2 separate regions of the Arachis hypogaea genome follow, and region 2 is linked to region 1. The links are chromatin contacts, called in public Hi-C maps. All regions are on one chromosome and are shown on one strand. Each heading gives the region's core, a stretch centred on a gene start, on an enhancer-like site or on the middle of the called end of the contact. The rest is flanking DNA. Distances are from core to core; before and after follow the strand shown. Region 1 holds the start of LOC112803145 (acid beta-fructofuranosidase-like). Region 2 holds the start of LOC112803173 (monocopper oxidase-like protein SKU5).

Region 1 (7,578 bases), core at 2,792-5,291:
TTCCAACAATTGCTTTCAAGAACAACATTACAAGGATTAGTCAAATGAATTTAGGTTCTTCAAATGATGATGGCACATCATCTACTTGTGGTCCAAATGTGCAAGAAGAGTTGGATACCGTTAAAGCGCAATTGAAAGTGCTAGTCTCCTATATTGCTTCTAAGGAAGGAAGTAAAATTCCAATACAATTAGCTGGAATGTTCTCTATTTAACAAGTTTTACAGGTACAAATACAATTATCCTCTTTTTTTTTTCTTTGCTTTATCTCCTTCAGTATTTCTTAGGTTCATAGTAAGGAAATCCTTCCTCAATTCATTAATGGAATGTTGTTAGATTAGGAAGTTATAATCCTATAGCTATTTATGGATTAATTCATAAATTAAAAACATTACAAGAAATATGTTGAATATTGATATAGTTTCCTGTATCAATTATAGCTTTAATATGCTACAGCCTACATAGAATGGTGTTTGGGATTGTTGTTGCTCCTCATATATTACTAAATTCTTTTATAATTACTGAAATGTAGATGGTTATCGGATCTTTTAGTACTTTGTTTAAGTGAATTTTGTTGGTCTGGATAATCGTTTTTGTGCTAGTTCCTCTCCGTATCCTTCTCTTGAAGGTTTGGAGGATGAGAAGGAATGCATTACCACTTGCTCTGATGAAGATGAAACTAAGTAGTTCAATTCCTCCTATATATATATATATATATATATATATATATATATATATATATATATATATATATATATATATATATATATATATACACACACACGCACTATCTAATAACTAGCATTATATATTCCCATAATTAAGTTATATATATATATATATATATATATCATGGTTTTAAATTATGGTTGCAAATTTAATGCTTCGAAATATGTAGAGAGAGATATGCATGCATGGATGATGAGTTAATTTGCTTATTTGATTGTTGATTAATGAATAAGAAGGTTATCTCACAGTGATGAAGCATATAAATTTTTTTCAGAGATCAGAATTAATTAACATGTATGTGTGCCTGTATTGAATGAAAGAAATTTAAATACTTCATTATTGAACTACTATATAATCCTCGGTTATTATTAAGGACTTAATTAAAGTGTTTGAAATCTTTCTCATATTTTGGTTTTGATTGATTTTTTTTAATTTAGTGTGTATGATGAGTGTTTGAAATCTTTTTCGTATTTAATTTGCTCTTTTATGTGAATTTTTTTAGATGAATTCAAATTCATAATTATTCACTTATTATTAATATATTTCTTTTTCTTGCATTTTTCGTGCTCATAATAATTATATTTTTGTTGTAGGAATTTGATCAAGAGAGTGAGATTCCATCACCAAAAGAGTTAGGAAGTATGTCTTCTGGAACAAGCAACAAGGAAGCATGACCTTACTTGATATGTTAAAGACGTATATTAAGGATTATATGTTAAGACGTATTATTGAAAAATATTACTTTGATACTTTGTTTTTGGATTATGATATTTCAATTATGACTTGGATTATGACTTTTGGATCATGTATGAATTAAAAATCATCTTATAATGTTGATTTATTGCTATGCCTTTTGGTTATTATGAGATTTTTGAGTGAGTTTCGAAAATATCACTTTAAATTGGTGGTTTCAATCTTATTTTAAAAAGCATAAAATTATCATCATAATTAGGTACAAACGGCGGTTAAAAACCCTTATTTTAAATGAAAACGATGCTATTATACGCTGGTAAAAACAGCGGTTAAAAACTTCATTTTAAACGAAAGTGATGCCATTATAACCCAGTAAAAACGGCGGTTAGAAATTGCCATTTTAAACACAAAAGATGCCATTATAACCTGGTAAAAACGGCTGTTATAGCCGCCATTTTAAACAATTCAAAAAACTTTTATTTTAACCCTCACAAAACCGCCATAATAACCAAAATGGCACCCAAAATAACGGCGTTTTTTGGAGGCGTCATTTTTGGTAATAATGGTGGTTCTAACTACTATAATTTCCAAAAATAATCGCCGTTTTAACCCTATTTTTTGTAGTGAATTACCATACACTCGTTAGTTATTTAGAAAAATTGAGTTTGAGAAAAAGAATAAAGAATTGATGAAAGGTGAAAGTTATTAAGAGGGATGAAATATATATATATATATATATATATATATATATATATATATATATATATATTGCAAGAAGTTCCGATACAATATCGCAGACAACAATCACTATCTTTATATATATATATATATATATATATATATATTGCAAGAAGTTCCGATACAATATCGTAGACAACAATCACTATCTTTCTCATACATATAATAATTTTGTCAGAGACTGCACTATAATAATATTACAATGGCAGCGGTTATATTATCGTTTCTTAGTTTATGTCGCAGTTATTGTCTGTCATATAATAATTGAATGTTTAAAATAGTAAAAAATTTAAAAATTGTTAAAAAGTATAAACATGAAATTTTTTATTTTTGTAAAAAACCAAAATATTCTACATATAATAGTTTATATTCTTGTAATTAAAGATACTTTACATTTCTTTCCTAATAATCTAAAAATTAATTCCATTAGGTACATATAGTAATTAAAACTATAGCACTTTTTTTATTGTCCACTTGTCAACTTCTTGCTTAGCTCATAGATACAAAGCCAAAAAAAAGAATGCATCTAATTTTAGATAAAATAAAATCAGTATCTATGATTCAGAGTATTTTCCAAAACAATACCAGCTAGAATACCAAATTTTTTTAGTTTTCTCTAATAACTAAATTAACGATTAGCATGTGAAAAGATCACGTGATACCATAGTTACTCAATTAAAACTAAGACATAATTGCATTCCACTCTCATTTTTTCTTTTCCAATTTTTTTTATAAAATATAAAAATTTTAATTTCCAAAACAAATTAAAAATATATGATTTTTTAATATCTATTTTTTGGTGTTGTCATAAAATTTGTTTAACAAATAGACAAACTTGTCTATTTATATAAAATTTGCTTATGCATTTGGCAAATTTACTCGAGTTATGGTATAATTTGGATTGTATTGGTATATTTTTATTTTTTTAATTAGTCTAATTTTATTTAAATAATTTAAATTTTAGATTATCAAATTTAATTTTAAAATTTAAATAGATATAATTTAAATAATTAATAATTTAATTTGATAAAAATAAAAATACTCATTATTATTGTACTCATATGATTAATTATATTTATCCAGTTTTCAAAAAGTTAACTATCTGAAACTATTAATTTTAAATTAAAAAAATATACTTGTATTATTTTTAAATTAAATAAACATACACGTATTATTTTAAATTTTGTTAATTTAAATAAACGTACTCGTATTATTTTAAATAATTTTACAATGAATAAAAGTAGATTTATTTGAAAATTTTAAATTTTAAATAAACGTACGCGTACTATAAGTATAATTATATTTTAATTCAAATTTGATGATTTTAAACTATTAATTTTTAAAATAAATAAATATAATTAATAATATGAAAATATTATGGTTATGTTTATTTTTATCAAATTAAATTAAATTGTTAAATTTAAATTATATCTATTTAAATATTAAATTATTTAAATAAAATAAAAATAATTAAAAAAAATAAAATATATCAATAGGATTTAAATTATAGCATGATCCAAGTAAATTGGCTGAATTTTATGAAAACACACAAAAAAATGGATCTTGAAAAATAATAATGTATTTTTAAATTTTAATTAGGTTTGGGAATTAAAATTTTTATTTATTTTATAAAAGAAAAAAAAAATCTCTCTCGAATATATTATCTTTGATAAACAAATAACAGTCTTGAAACTATACCAAAAGCTTAACGAAATTGCTGGATTCTTGGCCAACCAATTTCAATTATTCATGTGATGTGATTTGGCATTTCTCTCACGTTAACCCACCCCTTCCATGTAGCTAATTAAATTAGCATCATAATACAAAACCTCTCTTTTCTGTTTGGTGCATTCCACAGACCATTCCCGTTAATAGAACTCTTTCCAATTTCCACACACACACGAAACAAACAGAGCCCCACGTTTGGCTTCAATTTAACTCCTCTCATATAAAACCACCTGCGGCCTCTTCCTTCTAGTTTTCTACTTTCTCCTCCATTCTCGTAAATAAAAAAAAATAAAACAAAATTTGGAAAAATAATAAAAGAAGATGGGAGAAGAGAAGGGTTGGTCTGTGAACGTGCCCTTGCTGAACGGGGGAAATGAAGAAGGGTCTCGGCAACCGAGCAGAAGGGTTGTGATTGGGGCAGTGTGCGGGTTCTTGGTACTGATTTCGTTAGCGGCATTGATAGGATTTCACAATGCATATAGTGGGGAGACCTTGTATTGTGCGGTTCAAGGAACAACGCATGGACAGCCAATTCTTTCGCGAGGGGTGTCGGCCGGTGTATCGGAGAAGACCAATAGGCATTTGGGAGCAAAGCCATTCCCTGGCTGGAGCAACACCATGCTCTCGTGGCAGAGGACTGCCTTCCACTTCCAGCCCGATAAGAACTGGATGAACGGTAATGCCTCCTCTTTCTTCTTCTTCTCCTTCATACTTGTTAATTAATTAATCAATAGAAAGAGCATTTATATGTTTTTTTAATGCCCTCATATATGTATACCCCATAACAATCACTAAATTAATTATTTATATAAAATATATATTAAAAATAAACTAAACAATTTATGTATTCATACATAAATATATAATGATTTAATTTGATAGTTAATTTTTTCTGTTAGCGTAACATTTTTGTTTTTTTAAACGAAAATGTTCAATCAATTTAAAAATAAAATAAAATGAATTTTTTTTTTATTTGTTTGTTTGGTCTTCTACGTTCCATGGAGATAGAACAATGGAGATGGAACAGAGGCAAACCTACGTGCAATTATATATCTTTCATGTTTAAACACAAGCTAAATTCAAATGTTAAGTGACGACAATATCAAACATAATCAACTATAATATTGAATAGGAGGGATTGGTACACGTTTCTTTATATATAAAAAATTATGTTTTTGTTCTTTCAAAATTTGAATTTAGAAATTTTTATTAAAAGAAAAATTATTTATTAAAATTAAAAGAAAAATTATTTGAATGGAAATTGTATTGGAATGAAATAAGTATTGAGTATACTCACATTTTGTAAAACAGGTAGATACTTGTTAGCTATTCATTAAGTCTCCGATCTTTTCATTTCTTATTAATACAAAATTATTCTAAAAATACTAAAAATAATTACCAAATATACGACTATTCTAATATATGTTCAGGTGCAATATATTTTATTACTGTATTACAATAAAAATTATTTCTTTTCATTTAAATTTAAATTATAAAGCACTTTTATTCTAGACTTTCTTATCTCAACTTAACATTTTCCGTCCCTTATCTTTGTCTGGCTTCTCTGATTTGCTCTGATGGTGTGGAAAACGTGCTTGGCTCCCTTCAGATCCTAATGGTAAGAGGATTTTTATCTTATTTTATAGTTTAGAATATATATTTATAAGTAAAGAAAAAAAAAAAAGAGTACGCTTTAAGAAAAATATATTGAAATAATTTGAATGAAAATAGCCCTACTTGCACAATTTTGAGTTTTTGTTAACAAAATTTTATTTTTAGTAATGTTATATATGTGCGTTAGACTAATATTATTAGTCAATAGAATTAAGGTTTATTTAGGTGAACTTCTAAAAAAAGATATTTTTTTAAGATTTTTTTTTCAAAAAATCTTTTATATTTAGGTATAATAATATAAAAGTATGTATTTATTTATTTATTACCTAAAAAAACATTTTTTGTTTTTAAAGAAAAAATCTTTTTAAAAAGGATAAAAATGGTAACTTCTCAAAAAAGATATATTTTTTTAATTTTTTTAGTATTTTTATTTTTACTATTAAAAATTTACCAAATACGCTAAATATAAAAAAATATTTTTTATTAATTTAATGGTGCTCAAACAAACACTTAATGCAATTCCTATTTTCTTTCTTAAATGAATTAACATTTTAATGTATAATTTGAATTATATTTATTAATTTTAGTGACTATTGATAAAAATGAGTTCTCTATTCTCTTTGCCTCTCGTTTACCAGAGTGCTGCTAAAAGTTTTAATTTAATGTCAATATTTTTTTCCTCATTTAAATTGCGTTTTGTTTATGTTTTATTTTTTATTTTTATTTTAATATTTTTGTTTCTTTTTATAAAAAAATAAAAACAAAAGAAAATAATTATTTTTTATTTTATAAAATTATAAAAATATAAAATGCTAAAAATATAAACAAAAAATAAGTAGCACTTTTCTTTTTAAGACCAAGTTATGTTTTCATGGATGAATGATGAATCAGAAAGTTTTTAAATTGATCACATTTAGTATTTATTTTTTTTATTTTTAGGTAATTTTCTTATAATTAACTTATTGATAAAATTTGTATTTATTTTTTATTTACCCTTTAAATCATTTTATTCGTAAAAAGTTTTAATATTCAAACATCATTATAATATCTCAGGACCTGTATACTACAAGGAATGGTATCACTTCTTCTACCAGTATAATCCAAACGATGCCGTTTGGGGTGACATAGTTTGGGGCCACGCAGTGTCAAGGGACATGATACATTGGCTTTACCTTCCAATCGCAATGGTTCCAGACCAATGGTACGATGCAAATGGTGTGTGGACCGGCTCAGCCACCATCTTATCCGATGGCCAACTCGTCATGCTCTACACCGGTTCGACCAACGAGTCGGTTCAAGTACAAAACCTGGCTTATCCGGCTGATCCTTCCGACCCTCTCCTTCTGAATTGGACCAAGTACGACAAAAACCCGGTTCTATCCCCTCCTCCGGGCATTCATTACCGCGACTTCCGCGATCCGACGACGGCCATGCTGACGTCGGAAGGCAAGTGGCGTATCAGCATTGGGTCCAAGATCAACAAAACCGGCATTGCGCTTATCTATGACACTGAGGATTTCAAAAATTTCGAGCTCAAGAATGGGTGGCTCCGGGCCGTGCAGGGAACCGGTATGTGGGAGTGCGTTGACTTTTATCCAGTGTCAAGCATCAATGATGTTGGATTGGATACCTCTGCCTATGGGGATGGTGTTAAGCATGTGGTGAAGGTGAGCTTGGATGATGATAGAAATGATTACTATGCAATTGGTTCTTATGATGAGAAGCTTGCAAGCTTCTTGCCTGATGATGTTAAGAATGATGTTGGTATTGGACTGAGGTATGACTATGGTAATTTCTATGCTTCCAAGACATTCTTTGATCCAAGTAAGCAAAGGAGAATCTTGTGGGGTTGGATTACAGAGTATGATAGCGAGTGTGTTGATAGAACCAAGAGCTGGGCATCACTTCAGGTATTGCGTTTTGAAGCCTTTAGTTTCGTCTTTTATATTTTAACAATAGTGTCTTTCAAACTTATGTTTGATAAAATTAAACTCAAAATAATATTTAATAAGTATAAATAATAATTGTGTTTGGTGAAATAATTTTTAATATTTAAAAAATTTGTAGAAAATATAAATA
Region 2 (7,578 bases), core at 2,708-5,207, 310 kb after region 1:
GCCTTTATTATAGATATAGATTTTATATGTTGATCTTGATAAAAAAAAAGTTCTACAAATCAATGAACTATTTAAATATTTTTATAATATTAATAATTTAATAGTATATTTATCCTAATTGTCAGAACTGAACTGGTAACCGAATTGGTTAAAGTATTGGTTTACTGATTTAATAGTTTAACTGATGAGTTATTGGGTATAATCAACAAATTATAATCAACAAGTTACAATCAATAAGTTATAATCTAGTTATTATTAAATAAGTATATAAAATTTTAGTATTTTTTCATATTTAAAATTTTTTAATTTTATTTTTATATTAAAGTAAATATTTTTATTTTAATGACTAATTAATTAGTTTATATTTATTATATTGTTATATACTATATGTATTTATTGAAAAATAATATTAATAAATATCATATAATCATAAAAAAATTAATTATATTGTAATTAATAAAAATATTTGATATTTTTTATTTATACATATTTAATTATATTTATATTAATAATTATGAATAATAAAAAATATAATTAATTTAAATATAAGTGAGTATAGAATTAAAATAATATCTAAAAAATTATTGTACGTTTTTACTATATAATTAATAATTAACATTTAAAATAATAAAGAACAACATAGCTTAGTAACAAGGAGAGCATATAGGAACAAAGAAGACTGAGGTTCAAACTATATCTTCATCATTTTTGAAATTTTCTCTCGAACGGTTCGATTGAACCGGTTTTCACCGATTTTGAACAACTTTCACTGACTTTGACTGATTCTTATCGGTTTTGATCGATTCTATCCTTAACCGGTTCAAAAATTGGACCGGACTGATTCTTACCATTATGATATTTAGGATACCCGAATCAGTAATGATTTGTAAAACTACATATTAAACAAATAATTTTATTTCACTTAAAAGGACAATTATTCTTTACATACAAGTCCTTTTTTTATACAAGTCTATACAAGTCATTTATATTCACGCATGCACATTTTTTTCGTGCCATTACTGCACATTCTTTTACTTCTTCTTCTTCTTCTTCGTTATCGTCGTCACCAACACCACCTCCTCCTCCTGTTCCTCTTCCTCCTTTTTTTATTAGAATTTATTCTCCTCCTTCCTTTTCCTCCTTCTCCTCTATCATTAGTTATCTCGTTGTTGAAGATAATGAATAATTCAAGTTTAGATTGTCAATTGAACCAGAACAAAATTGATTATTATTTTCCTTTTTTATTGGAACTTATTCTCCTCCTTCCTTTTCCTCATTCTCCTCTATCATCAGTTATCTCGTTGTTGAGGATAATGAATAATTCAAGTTCAGATTGTCAATTGAACCAGAACAAAATTGATTATTATTTTGAATCCAATCAAGTGGTTGAGGTGTGGTTCAATTTTAGTTAATTTTTTCGTTAGTAGTTTATGATTCTGTAGGTGAATAATGTTTCAACGTTGATGGTTTAAAATGAATGTAATGTAAAAGTTCTATATTAAAGAAAATAATTTTCTATATTTGCAGCAAATTTTAGTGTAACACAAAAATATTTGAGTGTATTGTTTAAGAATTTTCGGTGTATGTGTACTAATAAGTTCTGAATAATTCAAAATTCTTTTTCTCCCTCCTTCTCATCTTCTGCTGCTTCTTCTTCTTCTTTTTCATCATCATCATCATCATCATCATCATCATCATCATCATCATCATCTTCTTCTTCTTCTTCTATCTTCTCAAGTTTCTTCTTGTTTTACTCTTTTAACAAGAATAAAAACAAAAAAAAATCAAACAAAAAAGAAGAAGAAATACATAATGGTACAAAATTACTTGAAAGATGATGAACTTACATTCACTCAACTAAAATAAAGAAAGAAATAAGGAAAAAAGAAGAAGAAAAAATACAACATTAGAGAAAATATTTTTCTATATTTGTAGCAAATCTGGGTGTAGCACGAAGATATTTGGGTGTATCACGAAGATATTTGAGTGTATTATTTAAGAATTTTTGGTGTATGTGTGCTGATAAGTTCTCCATAATTTAAAACTCTTCCTCTTCCCCCTCTTCATCTTCTGCTGCTTCTTCTTTTTTCATCATCATCACCATCATCTTCTTCTTTTTTCTTATTCATCTTTTCTTTTTTATTTTATCTTCGCAAGTTTCTTCTTATTTTACTCTTTTAACAAGAATAAAAACAAAAAAAAATCAAACAAAAAAGAAGAAACACATAATGCTACAAAATTACTTGGAAGATGATGAACTTATATTCATTCAACTAAAAGAAAGAAAGAAATAAGAAAAAACAGAAGAAGAAAAAAATGCAGCATTAGAAGAAATATTTTTCTGTATTTGTAGCAAATTTGGGTGTAACACGAAAATATTTGGGTGTAATACGAAGATATTCGAGTGTATTGTTTAAGAATTTTTGGTGTATGTGTGCTGATAAGTTCTGAATAATTCAAAACTCTTTCTCTTCCTCCTCCTCATCTTCTGGTGCTTCTTTTTCTTCATCTTCTTATTTCATATTCTCAGGATTCTTCTTAGAAGGAAAAATCAAACAAAGAAGAAAAAAATACATAATGTTGCAAAATCAATAGAAAAAGAAGGAGAAAAAATACAGCAACAACAATAGTAATAAAAAAACAACGACGAAAATAAAAAACGCAAAGAAAAAAGAGGAGAAACACAAAGAAGAAAGAAAAGAGGAGGAGGAGGAGGAGGAGGTATAAATTTCTTTATACAATTATCTAATTATATCTATTTTTAAATGGTATTTTTGTATAATAAATATAAAAAATAATAAAAATATTATTTATACATTAAAATTAGTCATCATGTACATATGTATTTTTATACATATACAAAAATCACATTTCTGGACTTTACTATGAGTTTGTATGTTTTTTTGTGATTTCAGGTATTTTCTGGCTGAAATTGAGGGACATGAGCAAAATCTGATTCAGAGGCTGAAAAAGGACTACAGATGCTTTTGGTTTTCTATCTTCTCTGCGTTCTTGAAACTCCTTATCAGTTTTTTAGTTATTCAGTTGACTTATAATTTGATTACAATCAACGACGCGGTGCTGCTTGGGAGGCGCGATGAGAACGAAGGAATAGGGGAGGAGTAAAAGGCCAAAAGTCATTTCAGAGGGTTATGATACATCTTCTGGAAATGATTTGGAAAAAAAAATTCATGTTTCGATTTTTAATACTTTAAAAAATTGCATAATTACCCATTTTAAAAACTAATTTAATTATAAAATAGTCTAACTATGATTAACTTAATAACCAATTAAAAAGTGACACATTACATAGAATAAATTACATATTACTTTATAAAAGATACGGTAGAATTCACCTTAATTAATAATAATGCCACTCTTGAATTAATGTAATTTTCTAAATTATATTTGATTCTCATTATTTTATTTTTCTTGGTGATGAGAAAAATTTCATAAAAGTTGAAGTTAATTTGAGAATAATAAATAATAAAGGTGAGTTGCATTATTAATTGGAGAGTGACATAATTTATTCATTTATTTGAATAAGGAAGAGTCATGGTATATAACTATATACGTCATGAAATAAGTTTAACCGTGTCATTTGTGCACATATGAAAACACGGAATTTAGTAGGATGAAAAACCCTTATTTAGTGAGGCAAACAATCTTTCTCAGTGGGAACTGTGGGGAGCTTTTAATAAATTTCAAATTTTAACATAAAAGGTAATATTTTGTAAGAAAGGACAAATGAAAGTTGTTTTTTTTTCTTCTCTTCACATAAAAATACCTCAAGTTCATATATTAGTATTACACATTTTTAAACCACATTTGTACAATATACTAATATCACGTCCATTTAAAATTAAATTCTGACTAAAATAAGCAATCAAAAAGAGTAAAAAGTGGTATTAAAAAAAAGGGGGGTAAAGCTATATTTATGAGGAACAAGGGTCAAATAGAGAAGACAGAATATGCAAGGTATGAACTGGCTACTTGCTGTCACCCCTTGAAAGCCTTTGATTCCACCCATCATCCATTTCCACTCTACACTACAAACTCCTTTCACACCCCATTCAAACCCTCTCTCTCTCTCTCTCTCTCTCTCTCTCTCTCTTTTTCTGCATCTATCTGCCACGGAGTTCTATTTTTCTGATAGAAATTGATATTTGATAATGTAATTTCAGATAAAAGAAAATAAAGGGTCTACTCAACAAAACTTAAAACTTTGCTCTGAATCTCACGCCAATGGCTTTGTTTAAAGCTCTTGTGCTCTTCTTCTTCTTCTTCCTAACCAACGTTTCTCTGCTTCTCAACTTCACTAACGCTGAGGATCCATTTGCTTTCTACAACTTTGAGGTCACTTACCTCACTGCTTCTCCTCTTGGAGTTCCTCAACAGGTTGCTTTCTACTTTTCTATTTTCAATTCCCTAAAGTTTCAAGATTTTTACTTACAGATCTACTATAGGTCACACCAAATAGCAATGTGAAGCTTGAAAATTTGAAATGCCTATGTGGTTTTTGTGGAAATGCCACGATGAGTAGTTTTGAGTTTTTTCACTTAGTTATATTCTAGTGTTTGGTAGAGTGATTAGAAAGGTGCTACTTAGTTTTCAGTTTTAGTAACAAAACTTTCTTCATATAATATATATCTGCATTGTATTTTTTTATTTATTTTCAGGTCATTGCTATAAACGGCAAGTTTCCAGGTCCAACCATCAATGTGACAACAAACAACAACGTTGTTGTCAATGTCCGGAACAAGCTTGATGAGAACCTCCTCCTTCACTGGTAAAGGGTGTTCTTTTTTCTTTTCTCTGCCTTTTTTTTTCCCGAAGTTAAGATCTTTTTTATTTGTTTTCTTAATTAAAGAAGCTTTGAGATGAATTTATGGATATTTGTTTATGGGTTGTTGAGACAGGTCTGGGGTTCAGCAAAGAAGAAGTTCTTGGCAAGATGGTGTTCTTGGCACAAACTGTCCAATTCCTCCAAAGTGGAACTGGACTTACCAGTTTCAGGTTAAGGATCAGATTGGAAGCTTCTTCTACTTCCCTTCACTTAATATGCAGAGAGCAGCTGGTGGATTTGGTGGATTCATTATAAACAACCGACCCATTATTCCAATTCCTTTTGACACCCCACATGGGGACATTGTCATTATGATTGGCGATTGGTACACTCGCAATCACACGGTTAGTTTTTGTTGATTGAATTAAATAGAAGAAAGTGATTAAGTAAATATCTTGGTCAGGCTAAGCAATAATTAATACTTGGAATGCAGGATTTGAGGAAGGACCTTGATGCTGGAAAAGATCTTGGGATGCCTGATGGTGTTCTCATCAATGGAAAGGGTCCGTATAGATATAATGATACACTTGTTCCCGACGGCATTGATTTTGAGCAGTTTGATGTTCATCCTGGTAAGTGGAAGAAATTTAATATGAACTCTGAGTTCTTTTGTTTATTATCTATTTTAACTAATTGGTGGTTTTGTTAGGTCTGATATCATTTCATACCATTTGGGTCAAAGTTAGAGACTTGAATGTCTCCTTGTATAGTTCATGTAATGTTGGGGAAAAGAATCGTCTTAAGTTGCACATGACCTTGTCATGTGCATATCTCTTCCATTGCTTCTTTAACCTTTTCTTTGCCATTGTGCACATCTCTACTATTGTCTCTATTACCCTTTATATATGTCTACTTTTCATCATCTTAAGGTAGCTTAATGAATGGTGGAGATGTGCACATGGTATGGTCATGTATAATTCCAACATGAGAATCTTGGACTTCTTTAGACTTTAGTCATGAAAACAAAGAAGCAATATCTAGAATATATGTTGGTTCTTTTACCCACAAAAAAATTGGTTTGGGTACATGGGACCTGACGACATATGAATGTTGAGAATAATAATTTTAGAACAAATAATAGTATAGAAGCCAACAGGGTTTCATGTACTCACACACTTTACTTATATCTTTTGAATAATGCATGTAAAAATATGTTAGAATATATGCAGAAAAGAATTTTGTTGTTCCCATAATGTTGTTACGGTACTTGAATTTGAATATCGTCATTGCTCATGAATCAATATTGTGGGTTTGTATAGCTGAGGCTTGGTGTTTAGACCTTGAATTTTTCTGATAATGTTTAACAGGGAAAACTTACCGACTTCGTGTACATAATGTTGGAGTGTCAACAAGTCTGAATTTCAGGATCCAGAGCCATAATTTACTTCTAGCAGAGAGTGAGGGATCGTATACAGTGCAACAGAATTACACTAGCTTAGATATTCATGTTGGACAGTCTTATTCTTTTCTGGTAACCATGGATCAGAACGCAAGTTCAGATTACTATATCGTTGCAAGCGCCAGGTTTGTGAACGAATCACGCTGGCAAAGAGTAACCGGAGTTGGTATCTTGCGCTATACAAATTCCAAGGGTAAGGCGCATGGTCCTCTTCCACCACCTCCAGATGATGAATTTGACAAGACTTTCTCAATGAACCAAGCAAGATCCATCAGGTCTCTTTATGCTGCAATTCTATAACATTATTGTTCCATTATTCCACTGAACATGGTTGATTATCTTCTCTTCATTCATCATTCTTAAGTTTCAGGAACACTTTCAAATTAAGTGACAGAGATATTTGTTAAATTTATTGTAGTACATCAGTGTCCCAGTTGATGGAGATATTAAATGTTTTGCAAATATTAAACTACAACATTTAATTAAGTCATAGCACCACTAGAATTTATGTAGATTAGATTTTTAAATTTGAGTGTTGAGAAGCAAAAACTTGACGACTGACTCTTGTGATTATGTGGTTAATTATGCAGATGGAATGTATCAGCAAGTGGTGCTCGTCCCAACCCACAAGGGTCTTTCCGATATGGTTCCATCAATGTGACTGAAATTTATGTACTAAGAAACAAGCCAAGAGAGAAAATCAACGGGAAGAATCGAGCAACACTCAGTGGCATCTCTTTTGTCAATCCTTCCACTCCAATCAGGCTTGCTGACAAGTACAAATTAAAAGGAGTATACAAGCTTGATTTCCCCACCAATCCTATAACTGGACCACCTCAGGCCAAGACATCGGTGATTAATGGAACTTACAGGGGATTTATGGAGATTATACTGCAAAACAACGACACCAAGATGCATTCCTATCACTTGGATGGTTATGCCTTTTTCGTCGTCGGGTAGGGATATATTCCCTTCTCATTTGTGTGCCATTCCATTTCAGAACTTACAATATCACTTAGAACTTGTTTCTTTGTCTGCAGGATGGATTATGGGGAGTGGACTAATAATAGCAGGGGCACATATAACAAATGGGATGGAATAGCTCGCACCACAGCACAGGTATACTGATATTTAATGCTATCCTGTTCTTGAAAACATTTATATGTTCTTGTTTATGAATCTGTCATCAAAAGAATAATAAAAAAGCAGTCAAATCATCATTAGAACTTCTGTTTTGTCGTTAGTTTTTCCTGTTCGCATGTGTTTCTGCTCAAGTCTTTGTAAACAAGGCAGTTTTGGAGTTGGAACTTGTTGTGACAACTGAACCTGTTTT

What was found. A called contact is a pair of places that touch in the nucleus more often than the background predicts.
Region 2: a Hi-C map of leaf shows a contact between it and region 1, with 2.7 times the contacts expected there. The contact joins the promoter of LOC112803173 here to the promoter of LOC112803145 in region 1. A contact is called at or near these places in 3 of 8 Hi-C or Micro-C datasets (leaf and an unstated tissue).

The regions. Positions count from the first base shown.
Region 1 is chr1:43,699,794-43,707,371 of arahy.Tifrunner.gnm2.J5K5, forward strand. LOC112803145 (acid beta-fructofuranosidase-like) reads left to right here and starts at 4,042. Exons shown (of 6, transcript XM_025846649.3): 1 at 4,042-4,561; 2 at 5,495-5,503; 3 at 6,553-7,409. The coding sequence starts at 4,207.
Region 2 is chr1:44,013,219-44,020,796 of arahy.Tifrunner.gnm2.J5K5, forward strand. LOC112803173 (monocopper oxidase-like protein SKU5) reads left to right here and starts at 3,958. Exons shown (of 9, transcript XM_025846689.3): 1 at 3,958-4,398; 2 at 4,680-4,789; 3 at 4,920-5,190; 4 at 5,280-5,418; 5 at 6,154-6,520; 6 at 6,836-7,201; 7 at 7,286-7,364. The coding sequence starts at 4,246.